2 separate regions of the Canis lupus genome follow, and region 2 is linked to region 1. The links are chromatin contacts, called in public Hi-C maps. All regions are on one chromosome and are shown on one strand. The core of a region is the stretch at or near the end of the contact, and the rest is flanking DNA. Distances in the headings are between cores, read along the strand shown.

Region 1 (5,372 bases), core at 1,108-3,607:
TAGAGTTGAACATTTTGCTGCATTTATTCAGAGCCGGCAACTGTGCAATACCCACCACTGAACACGTGAGGGCGTGCTCAAGCATCGCTGGCCCCTGGTAATTCGACACCTTCCTTTATTTGCATGAACTGCTTTGATTGGACGTTAGGCTTTTAAAACATCAATTCTACGTCAAATCGTTGTCAACCAATCAGCAACCGACTCCAGCGTGATTGGTTTCTCTGGTAGGTGTCAATCATCTGAAATTTGCATACTAGTCCTTGGGTCGCTAGGAGCCTGTCAGTCGGCTGTGGCAGCTGGACAGGAAAGAATCCGACGGAGAAGAATGAAAAATCACTTTGTTCTAACGATACGAAAGAAAAGTATTCTTTTGCTCCTTACTTTAAAATAAATTTAAGTGCGTATTTACCTAATAAAATAAAGACATCCAATTAAACAAAAACAATTATCCAAGCCTTGTTTACCAATTTTATTTGATGCTTGCTGCTTTGAAATATTGATAAGTAGTAGTCAAAGGCAAAATAAAAAGCAAAGAGAATATTAATACTAATAATTATGTATCGTAAATGATTATTTCAAAATTTCAGGAGAGCATGAGGCCTCGGAATAAAAGTACTGTGATAGTGTTTTTAAGAACACTGCTTTCAATACTTAGGCAAGCTGAAAGCACTGCTTCAAAAGAAAAAAAAAATGCACCAACGGGAAAATTTTAAAAGAACATTATTTTGCTTTTAACAGTCATATATCTCTCACACTCTGCTTTTTATCTATTTTACCGTGCACTCAACAGACAGGACGGTAGTTGAATGGAGCATCTGTAATACTTGTATTTGTACTTTCCTTCCCCCACACACACACACACACTCCAGAATGAAAACAAAGGGGAAAAAAAAAATCTCAGGGCCTACTAAGAGCTCACTGCCCATTTTCAATCTCAGAATTCGTAAAACCGAAGCTTTAATTTGCTAGCGACAAAACTCACCCTGGGCGACTGTCATTTTAAAAAAAAAAAAATGTTCACCGCTATAAAACCTTTACTATCTCCCTAAAATATATGCAAACACGAAGCATCGAACTAACAGGTTGTGATAGGAAAACACCCTCCAGCCTTTCCGCCCAGCTCCAACACACCGAAGAAACTTGTCCGAGAGGAGAATTTGGATGCAACAGGGCAACGGAGCCACGTTTCTCCTAACCCGCGGAGCCAGCCCTCGGCTCTCAAGAATTTTGTACGAGGCGTTAACAACCACAGTGCAATAGGCTGCAGTCGTTTCTATGACACGAGCCAGGTTGGGAAATTAATTTTAAACTTCACATTCAATCACTAGCGAATTTTGCCCCCCCTCCCCGGTCGGTATTTTATTTATTTTTGACACTCGTGTCTTACGGGTTGCTACGTATTTCCAGTTTTGTTTTTCTTTCCTCTTTCATTTTTTTTTTTTTTTTACTTCTTTCTCCCTTTCTTTTTGACTTTTTGCTTTTTTCCCGTTTTTTGTTTTTTTTTTTTTTTTCCTTTCTTTCTTTCTTTCAGTTAGGGATTACCACCGAATTTCCGGCGTCTCTGGCAAGTTGGTCCTGATTTGCATGACTACGAGGGACTCAGATGTGCTCGCGCCCGCGTGTACCCGAGCCTGCAGGGGACCGGGCTGGGTGGGAGCTGAGCAAAGGTGGGCAAGAGGTGTGTGGGCTGTGATTTAGTGCGCGCTTCGCAGGAAATGCACACACCGACACAGCGGCAAAATCACATCTCTTCCCGGGTATTTTTAAGTATCTTCTTCAAACACAGTGGAGCATGCCTTCTACTTCTCCTTGCTCCCTTTCCAATTAGCCTACTGCTGGAGACCCTCCCTAAATCGCTTCCAGGCCGTCTCCCAAGCCCGGGGAGTCTAGGTCTGTAACTGTCAGCCCTTCTGACTCAGCGGAAAATGCCCGCGAAGAGGACTGCACCCACAGAGCGGGCAGAGGCAGCCTCAATTCGAGCACTCTTCGCCACCACTATCACCACCAGCACCCCCGCGCCCCCAGCACCCCGCCGCCACCCACTCTCACGCACGCGCAGGCGCGCACAGCTGTCAATCACACGCTCACGCCACAGGGAGCATGCGCACTGCTAGACTCCTGCCCCCGCCGACGCCACGCCCCCTCCGCGCGTCACCTAGCCTGACAGACCAATAAGAGGGCGGACTGGGGGGGCCGGGCTACAGGGAAGCAGCCAATGAGGACGCGGTTGGGAGTCAAGGTTTGAGAGGAGTAAATCCTCCCGTGCTCCACGTTCAGTCGCGCCCGCGATGATTTATGCGTCCCTTTTATTATTTGTAACACTTTGGGAAGTTATTAAAAGGAAGATCTACTGCTTCCTCTTTTTTCGGGTGGAACTGGATGGCAATTTTGTCACTGGCCCCTATTAGGGAAGAGCGAGGCGCGGTGGAAGGCGGTTGGATGCTGGGTTTGTTTGTGTGAGTCCTGTTTTTTATTACAAGACAGATTATCCTTTTCATTACAAGCTGTAGACAGGGCCAACTTAGAAGGTCCTCGTGGCCGAATGATCTTCGATCTCAGGGAGCTGAAACCTGATGCCTTTCGACTTTCTTGTCTGTACTCTTGGCGTTGGGAAGAGCCCCTTAGGAAGGTGTTGCAACCTTTGGTTGCAAGAAAAAGAAATAAGCAACCCCCCCCCACCCCACCCCCCCCCCACCACCACCTCTGCCTTAACACCGAGTAAACCTCGGCCTTTTTCCGCTTGGATGCTCATTAAGAGTTAGTTGACTTTGTAGCGGATGCAATAAAACTTGGATGGTTTCAGGCCCCAAACAATCCTGGTTTCTGTTTTTCTCTCGCCCCAACCACACCCCCAAGGAAATTGCCTTTTCAGCAGGCGCCTGCGGGAAAAAACCGCAGGAGACAGATTCCCCCTGGAGACCTGCAGTTTGGGGGCTAGGGGGAGGCGAGTGCGGGCGGCGGGGCGGGGGGAGGCGGGTGGCGGGAGAGGAGTCTAAAGGTATGGAAATAAAGGGGGGCCAAGGTAAGAGCGCCAGGCGGCAAGGGAGATCTTTCCCGTCCGAGTTTGAATACTCTGGTCAACTAGGAGAGGAATCCACAAACCTGCTGTACCTGGAGGACGCGCTGAGAAGTTAATGGTCACCCACAGAGCCACTGATCACCCCAACCCTGGCTGGGCTTCTGCTCTGCGAAGGAAGATCCATCCCTGAGAGTGGAACAAACGAGAAGGAGCCAAAAGAAAAAGGAAAAAAAAGGGGGGGGGGGGACTTAAATTTACTACTCCCCACCTCCAAATATAAATAACAGATTCTAGCGTAAAACACGATTCCAAGAAGTCAGAGGGGACAGACACTATGTTGCCTCCGTTCACTAGGTCACAGTCAGGAACTTCAGTCTCTGGTCTGGAAGGGTTTTTTTTTTTTTTTTTTTTCATTTTCCTTTTCTCTTTCTTTTTTTTTTTTTAATTATGAAAATCCATATAGGGAAAGTTGCTGGGGGATAGGAGTGGGGTGATGAGAGACCTAGGGAGGAGTTGGAGGAGGCGGGCAGAAAGAATCAAGAACCGTTTGATCGCAGGGCTGAGTTGAAGGAAAACAAAACCGTGAACTTCAAAGCTCGAGCCTAATCCCCTTCAGGTTAATTTCTGCTTCCTAAAAAGTTGATCAGGGTCATAAATCACCTGCCCCGCCCCTGCCGCTCCCGGCTAAGCTCCCGAGGGGTTCTCCCGCTGCCGCCCGCCACTGGGGCGCAGCGGGATTCTCCAGCAGGAGGTCGACTGAGACCCAGGCCTCCCGGGACCGGAGGGCTCCTGGGGCTGGGTGGGCGGACGGAGGCGTGGGAACCCGCTTAACCGGAGGAGATAAGGGTCTCAAGAAGAGCTGGAAAGGGTACAGACCCGACTGTGGAGGTGGCCTCTGCAGATGCAGCTTCCCTGCCACCCGGTCCTAAAGTAAAACCCCACCCTCAAGTGTGTCTGGAACACTGTTTGAAGACGGTTACAGCGTGTTTAGAGATTTGCAAAGCTCTGCCGAGCAGTAAAGATTAGAAGAAAGGCCTGCCTGAGATCTGTCAAATGACTTCCGGTAGCAAGGCTCCCTTTAAACTCGGGCGAGCCCTGCAGCCTCTGATCTTGGCTCGGTCCCGGCCTGTAACTCCACGCTAGACACCGCGCTAGGGGCACCGCGGGACCAGGCGAGCGCTCTGGAGGGGGCCCTGCTTTGGGGATGTGATGGTAAAAGTCAAGTCGAGCCTTTTCCACAGGCTTTTCCGCGCTAAAAGCCCCAAATGTGAACTAAACAACTTGCAGTTGACTGTTAGATTAGGGGGAAATGTCACCTGAAGGCCGGCCCTCCCTAAATGAAAGCCATCCGAGTGGCGGTCAGGGAGACGACCTGCGCTGGAAGGCCAGGAAGGTCTTCATCAGAAAGGCCCACATTCCCAGCAGCAACAACAACTAAACAGAATTTTAAAATCAAGCCCAACACCGTTTGTCAAAAGTCTAAGAGGCAGTGATCCTTGTAGTCCTTGGTCGCTTAGTGGGCTGCAGCTCGTAGGAATTCTCGGCTTTCCGGGATTCTTCCCAGGCGGGCATTAACGTGGGATGTCTTTCCTCTGAGAATGACAGCTAGTGTGCTTCTGCATGTCCCCCAGAGCTGCACTCAGATCGCGCATGGGATGCGACTGTCGCAGAACCAACCCAAACATGGAGTTTACAGCTGGTGCTCACCCAGGCCAAAATAACTAAAGGAGCTGTGGACCAAGGGGAGGGAGAAGAAAAGTTAAGGAAAGAAAACAAACAAACAAAAAGTAAAGAAAAGGCATCTGTTGTTGGACGTCAGTGGACCTCCCTCCACAACACTGGAAGAGGTGTTTTGTTTTGAGTTTGAATGTTGTTAATACTCTGAATATGAGATGCAAAGAAGTATCTGAAAAAAAAAATCAAGCTTAGCAGACATCGTTGCTCTAGATGAACAAATACTCAAATTCACACGTGCAAGTATTCTTTTTTCCACGGAAAGGAGAGTAACATGATCTGTCAATAACAAGACACGCACATATACACACCAAGATAACATTTCCAATTTTAAAAGTAGATCATAATTCTAAAGTTGATCAGTCATGGACGTGTTAAATGGTTTAAATGTTTCATGATCCAGGAGTAAATGCAGGATTAAGTTCCAGGAAAAGAGGAGTTGGAGATTTGATCATTGGCCCCACTTCCAAGGAGAAAATTCTTCTTTTCCAAAATAAAGCTACACTACTGATAAAAAAAAAATAGAAAGCATAGAGAACCCCAAGAGACAAACAAATTCGGGGGGGGGTGTAAAAAAAGATTATGTGATGCATTGAGGCATATTTAAAGATCAGGCACC
Region 2 (5,490 bases), core at 1,462-3,961, 1.1 Mb after region 1:
CTACGGGACTGTCGAGGGAACCTGGCAAACTGGGCGAGACTGCATCTGAAAGCTGCAGGCAGGAATCTGTGGAAAAAACGTTAAAGTCCTGCAAAGAGGGGACCTCCAGGGTCTCGGGACTGTCATTGTTTAGACCAGAGCCACAGTTCTGGCCCATTGTTGACAAGCAGTTAGAAACAGTGGGTGACTGGTGCTGAAAATGTTTCAGATTTTTCTCATTGCTGGTTAAAGGCGAAACTGGGAAACTTTGGGAGTCGCCATTGTGTCCATTGGGAGCCTGCTGCTGAGAGAGGGCATTTTGCTGAAAAGTGTAACCTTCTCTCTCCAGAAGGGCCCCGGAGACGCTGAGGGCTTGCTCAAAGAGAGACTTCTCTTCCTCGTCCTCCTCCACTTTCTCAGAGTCTTCGAGGCTTTTAAATTTCCCTTCGCTGTTCTGGTTCTCCTTGCACTGGGTCTGCCTCTTGTGCTTCATCCTCCGGTTCTGAAACCACACTTTCACTTGTCTCTCAGTCAAATCCAGCAGCGCTGCAATTTCCACCCTTCGGGGTCTGCAAAGGTACTTGTTGAAATGAAATTCTTTCTCCAGCTCCAAAAGCTGCGTGTTGGTGTAAGCAGTTCTCAGGCGCCGGGAGCCCCCGCCGCTGCCATCGGCGATTTCCAGGGATTCTGCGGAAAAGGAAACCAACAAGAGACACACGCACAGTTGGAGGTGGAGGGGTCCGAGCGGGGTTATTCCACTGGAGAATAAATATAGCAGAAAAGATCAACTGCAACAAAATGGCCGCCCCTGGATGCAGGAGAGCTATTGTGCTGCCTTTCCTGGGAGCCCAGCCCGGGGAGACCCCATCTCTTCCACCTCCATCAAATTCCTGCCTGTGGCTCCCCCCAACCTCTCCATCCGGGAGCAAACTTTATATTAGCCACACCACAATTTATAATTAATGCATCAGCTGCTTAGCTGAGCAAGAGCGATCTATCACTCTTCATTACTGTCAAAAAGCCAAACTCTAGGACAACTAGACAAGAGGAGGTCAGTTCCAACTCAAATAAATCATCCCACATTACACAAGTTAGGGAAAGTTTTCGCCCCCCTCTTCTTAAAAATATATGTGTGTCTCATTGTGCAGCGCAGGATCCCTTTTCTCTCCATCAAACCCACTCCTGAGCCCACAGGGGAAGGGAAGGCAGCCAAGCATCTCTCCTCTCTCCCCCTGCTCTCCCAGCCCACGCTCCCCTCCCCCAGAGCGGCTCCCCGGGCAGCCCGGGCGGGGAGAAGGGGTCCCGGGACCTGGGGCCAAGTCTTTGGACTGACCTTTGTGGCCGAGGCAGGCAGGGCCGGTGGCGGCGGCGGCGGCGGCGGCGGCGGGCGGCAGCGCGGTTTTCTTGGCCGCCTTCTTCTCCTTCATCCAGGGGTACTCGGGCGGCTGCAGGGCGCCGGCGGGCACCGGACTGCCGCGGCTGCCCGCGGGGCTCGGCTTGGGGCGGCCGCCAGCGCCGTGGCGAGGGTGACTGCCCGGGTTCAGGCTGGGAATGGTCTGCTCAAAAGGAGGAGGAATCAGTGTCGAGTGTGAAAGCGTCGAGGTCTTGATTGATGAACTTTGAAATGTATCAGCGACAGGGGGAAAAGATGTCAGGCACTCAGCGAGCGACGGCTGGCTATTGATAAAACCAATCTCTCGCTCAAATTCGTAATTCATGGCCTTCTCCTTGGAGCCCCCTCGGAGAAAAAGTTCCCTCTTCTGGAGGGGCTTTGGGGGGGCAAGGCCCAAGAAAAAGACGAGAGCAGAGGAAAAAAAAAATCTATCATAGAAGATCGCTGCTGGGGTGTTTTTTTTCTAATTCACTGATTACAGCCGTATGGGGACCGCGCTACTATTAAACTATTGAATTCATGGAGACAAGGTTGAAATTGGACCGAATTGGCTGTCACATGATTGCTTCTGCCCAATGACAATTTGGGCTTTAATCAAAAGAAGCCACTGTCTGTTTGATTGATCCAAAAAAGTCGGGAAGGAACGCCTCATTGGGGGCCAGCGAGGCTTTATTTACACTTTTTTCAGGGCAAAAATACATATAGGTGGGTGTGGGTGGGGATGCCCGGGAGTGCGTGGGGGCCAGGGTGCCTGCCTGCCTCCTGATCTGCACAGATCTGGTGTGCGCGCCTGGGAGTGTGTGGAGTGTGAGTGTGTGCGAGTGTGAGCCCTGCTGCCGGCCCGCCGGCGGCTGCCCTCTGCCTCCCCCGCACACTCCGCGCATTGTTTGGGACTGTCGGGAAGACGCCTCGCACCTCACAAATCATTTAAGCACCTCAGTCTGACGCCTGCAGTCATTAACAAAGTAATCCATTAATCTTCAAAGTTTTGACACCCGAGAGCCCCGCATCCCAGCCACATAAGTTCTGTTAAGGCAGGAGGAAGGAGCAGAGGGAGAGGAGAGATGAGACAGGGAGAAGAAAGAGAGAGGGTGAGGGAGGGAGGGGGGGGGGGGGAGAGAGAGAGAGAGAGAGAAGGAGAGAGAAGGAGAGGAAGAGAGGAGACACAGAAGAGAGGATTCATTTTGGGGTCTCCCCTCTTTTATTCCCCTTTTCCTCCTCCGCCTTTTCTAACCAGTTCCTGGATCTCACAAGTGATCCTTGTTTTCCTTCCTCTCTGTCTTTACCTCTTTTCATCTTTTTTTCCCTCTTCTCCCCTCTCCCCTTCCCTCTCACTTCTGTCCACCTCTCCTTCCCCCAAACCCCTCCCGCATGCCCTCGCCCCCCTCCCAAAGCCCAGCTCCGAGTCCTCGCCCCCGGACCCGGACCCGGCCCATTGTTAGCCGGCTTTTCCAGGGCAGCTAGGCATCTGGCTCCAGAGGGAAGCGGAAGACGGGAGGCGGCTCTCAAAGCTTCCCAACCTTCCTGTGCCATCAACTTTTCAGGAGTGGCTCGAGAAAGATAGATGCATGTGCCAAGCAAGACAACAACCCCAGGTCCATGTGTCCAAATCCCTGTAGCCAGGGCGGCGGCCAACCAAAGCAATGCCACCCGGAGCAGGCTCCTGCGGCTCCTGGCATTCTGGGTTTCATACCCGTAGGGCTCGGGTGCGGTGAGTATTTCTGATTTCCAGGAAGTCTGTTGGAAGTTAGCAGCAGGGAGGGAGAAGGCGCTTGTTCCTCTTCTTCCTTCCTTCCTTTCTTTCTTTCTCTTTTTCTTTTTCTTTTCCTCTCCTTCTCCTGGTCCTTTTCGCTCTGATTGGGGGCTTGTGCGTTCAGATGCAATGTGTGTTCCCTGGCAGCCCAAATCGTCTCCCGCACCTTTCTGCTCCTTGGCCACCAGCGATGTTTGCACTCAGGTTCTGCTGTGGGAAACAGCACCGCAGGTGAGAGAGGGCAACCTCAGGAGGAATTATAAAGGTTCTCTTTTCTCTGTTCACTCGCTCTCTTTTCCAATTCGGAGACTTGAGACTGAGGGCATCTTGGACTGTGCTGGAGGGTTCAAAAGATAACACCTTTAGGAATCAAACAGTAACTTTTTACAAATCCACCAAGCCAGAAGGAGGGGAGGAGGCTGAGAGAGAAATCTGAAGGTATCTCTTTTCCCTCAAACCCTGAGGATGATGATTCGCTTTTGCTTCCTTTGAAATGGACCAAGTGATCAGACTCCCCCAGGCCGGCAGGCATCCGTGGCAGGAAAATAAATCATTCTGATGGCCAGGGAGAGAGAGGTTGGTGGGGGAGAAAAATCTACGTAGAAAACAAGAAAGGCCGACCGCAGCACAAGGCTAGGACTCCATTTCTGAGGCCAGCATCAAAGGAGGCTTGGGTTGGAAATTAGATATAAAGCGGCCTCCATCATTGACTAGCCCAGAGCATCGCCTTACAGATAGAGATGCTATTTTGGAAAATGTGAGGTTTTTCAGTTTTCTTGCTTTTATTCCAAACAAAGCTCTGAAGGAAGTCTGGGCGCGATCAATCTTGCTCACCAAAAGCCTTGACAGCTTCTGGCCCTTAAGAACACATTTCAGCTTCGAGCTCTTTCCAAGATCAAATGTGGCCGAGCAAAGAGGAGAGCAGGAAACGCAAGTAAACAAGGAAAACTAGTCTTTTTAAAGATATCTTTTTGGCAGCAGGAAGAGTTATAAGGCTGCTTTTAGGAAAGGTGCTTTGCACATTCTGGGATAGTGGCTTTTGGCATTTGCTTTTACCAGAAATAATATTGAGGGGCTAAGGGGAGGGGGAGCTATGGAGAGGGAGCAGCGCTGCCCCCATATCGCTGAGGCTTTGTCAGGGGCTGCGTGGGTGAGAGCTTTCTGCTCGCCTCAGCGGCCTTAATTCAAATACCATCTGGAAGCAAACCCTTTTCTTTGCCCATTCAACATTGAAATCTTCCCCAAATCTGTTACTTTAACTCAGGAATATTTTAATAAGGACTTATTTTTAATATCTTTGAAGCTGGAGGTGAGATCAATATTTTTTTTCTCTTTGAAACCCAAAATGAATGTTTTGACTGCCAAGATATGGGAAATGATATTGGAATCTCATTTAAAAATCTGTGCCCTGAGGGAAGGAGGATGCCTCCAAACCAGTCCCCTCTCAAATAAACAGCAGATTTTAGAAATGGGTTCAAATAGTGGTATCTATGCAAGATTTTGCTCTGTGAATGGATAGCACTCGCTCACTGGCTCTCTCCCTTTCTCGATCTCTCGCTCTGTCTCGTGTGCTCTCTCCACTGTTCCTTATATTACTAGGTAATTTTATACAGTTCTGTAAAATTTTTACTCATAAGAGGATTCTGTGGTTGCTTAGCCTGCTCAGTTCATATCTGAACAAGCAAAAGACTGGAAGCTCCGGTCCTCACAAAGGTTGGTTTTCCAGCCTCTGCATTTCTGAGGTGCGCCATATTTCGGCAGGGAGGTTGGGGTGGGGTGAGGAGCAAATCTACTCAAACTCTTTTTTTTTTTTTTTAATGTGTATCAGGAGCCCAAGAACAGATGTGGGAGAAGCATCTCTGGCTGTGAGAGAAACACCCAGATCTCTACAGCTGCCTGGCTTTGCATCTTCTGAGCCTTTCTCTTTTTCTTAAAATGTGAGAAGGTTTCCTAAAAGCAGCTCCTGTGGACCCAAGAGATACCCCCAAAATGGCTCCAGTGCCTATTTCTAAAGATCACCTGAGGGAGCTTCTCAGGGGAAAGATAGAGGCCATGATGATGGATATTTTGGATTGCAAACAAAATGGCGACATTTTTCACCTCCGTCTCTGAAAGATACAATCCAGGGAGAAGGAGGATTTATTTCTCACATCAGATGCTTCTGATCCTGAGACGCAGGTGGTTCCTCATTTCCAATTTAGAAAGGAGATGTTGATGGGGATACAGTTCTGAGGTTTTCACTTTCTGAATTTGGTTCCTTCTCCAAGCAATTCTTTACTCTGAAGGTAAAAATATTTCCCTTTCCTGTGCCTGCTTTTGCCCCTGCCAGCCAGTCAGTAGGCAGCCCTATCCTAAATCCAGGAGT

What was found. Hi-C and Micro-C count contacts between places; a contact is called where the count stands out from the background.
Region 2: a contact with region 1 is called in a Hi-C map of skin fibroblasts, with 7 times the contacts expected there. The contact joins the promoter of HOXA2 here to the enhancer-like site in region 1. A contact is called at or near these places in 2 of 9 Hi-C or Micro-C datasets (amygdala and skin fibroblasts).

What each region holds. Positions count from the first base shown.
Region 1 is chr14:39,311,029-39,316,400 of UU_Cfam_GSD_1.0, forward strand. No RefSeq gene overlaps it. Among named protein-coding and RNA genes, the nearest start is that of MIR148A, 80 kb to the right of the region's middle. Within about 2 kb of position 2,358, at least 9 of the 20 cell types and tissues checked have an H3K27ac peak or open chromatin away from gene starts, as enhancers often do.
Region 2 is chr14:40,371,062-40,376,551 of UU_Cfam_GSD_1.0, forward strand. It overlaps HOXA2 (homeobox protein Hox-A2), which reads right to left and starts at 2,712. Exons shown (of 2, transcript XM_038557170.1): 1 at 1,313-2,712; 2 at 1-666. The coding sequence starts at 1,697. LOC119866384 (a long non-coding RNA gene) reads left to right here and starts at 2,505. Exons shown (of 2, transcript XR_005369609.1): 1 at 2,505-3,083; 2 at 4,954-5,490.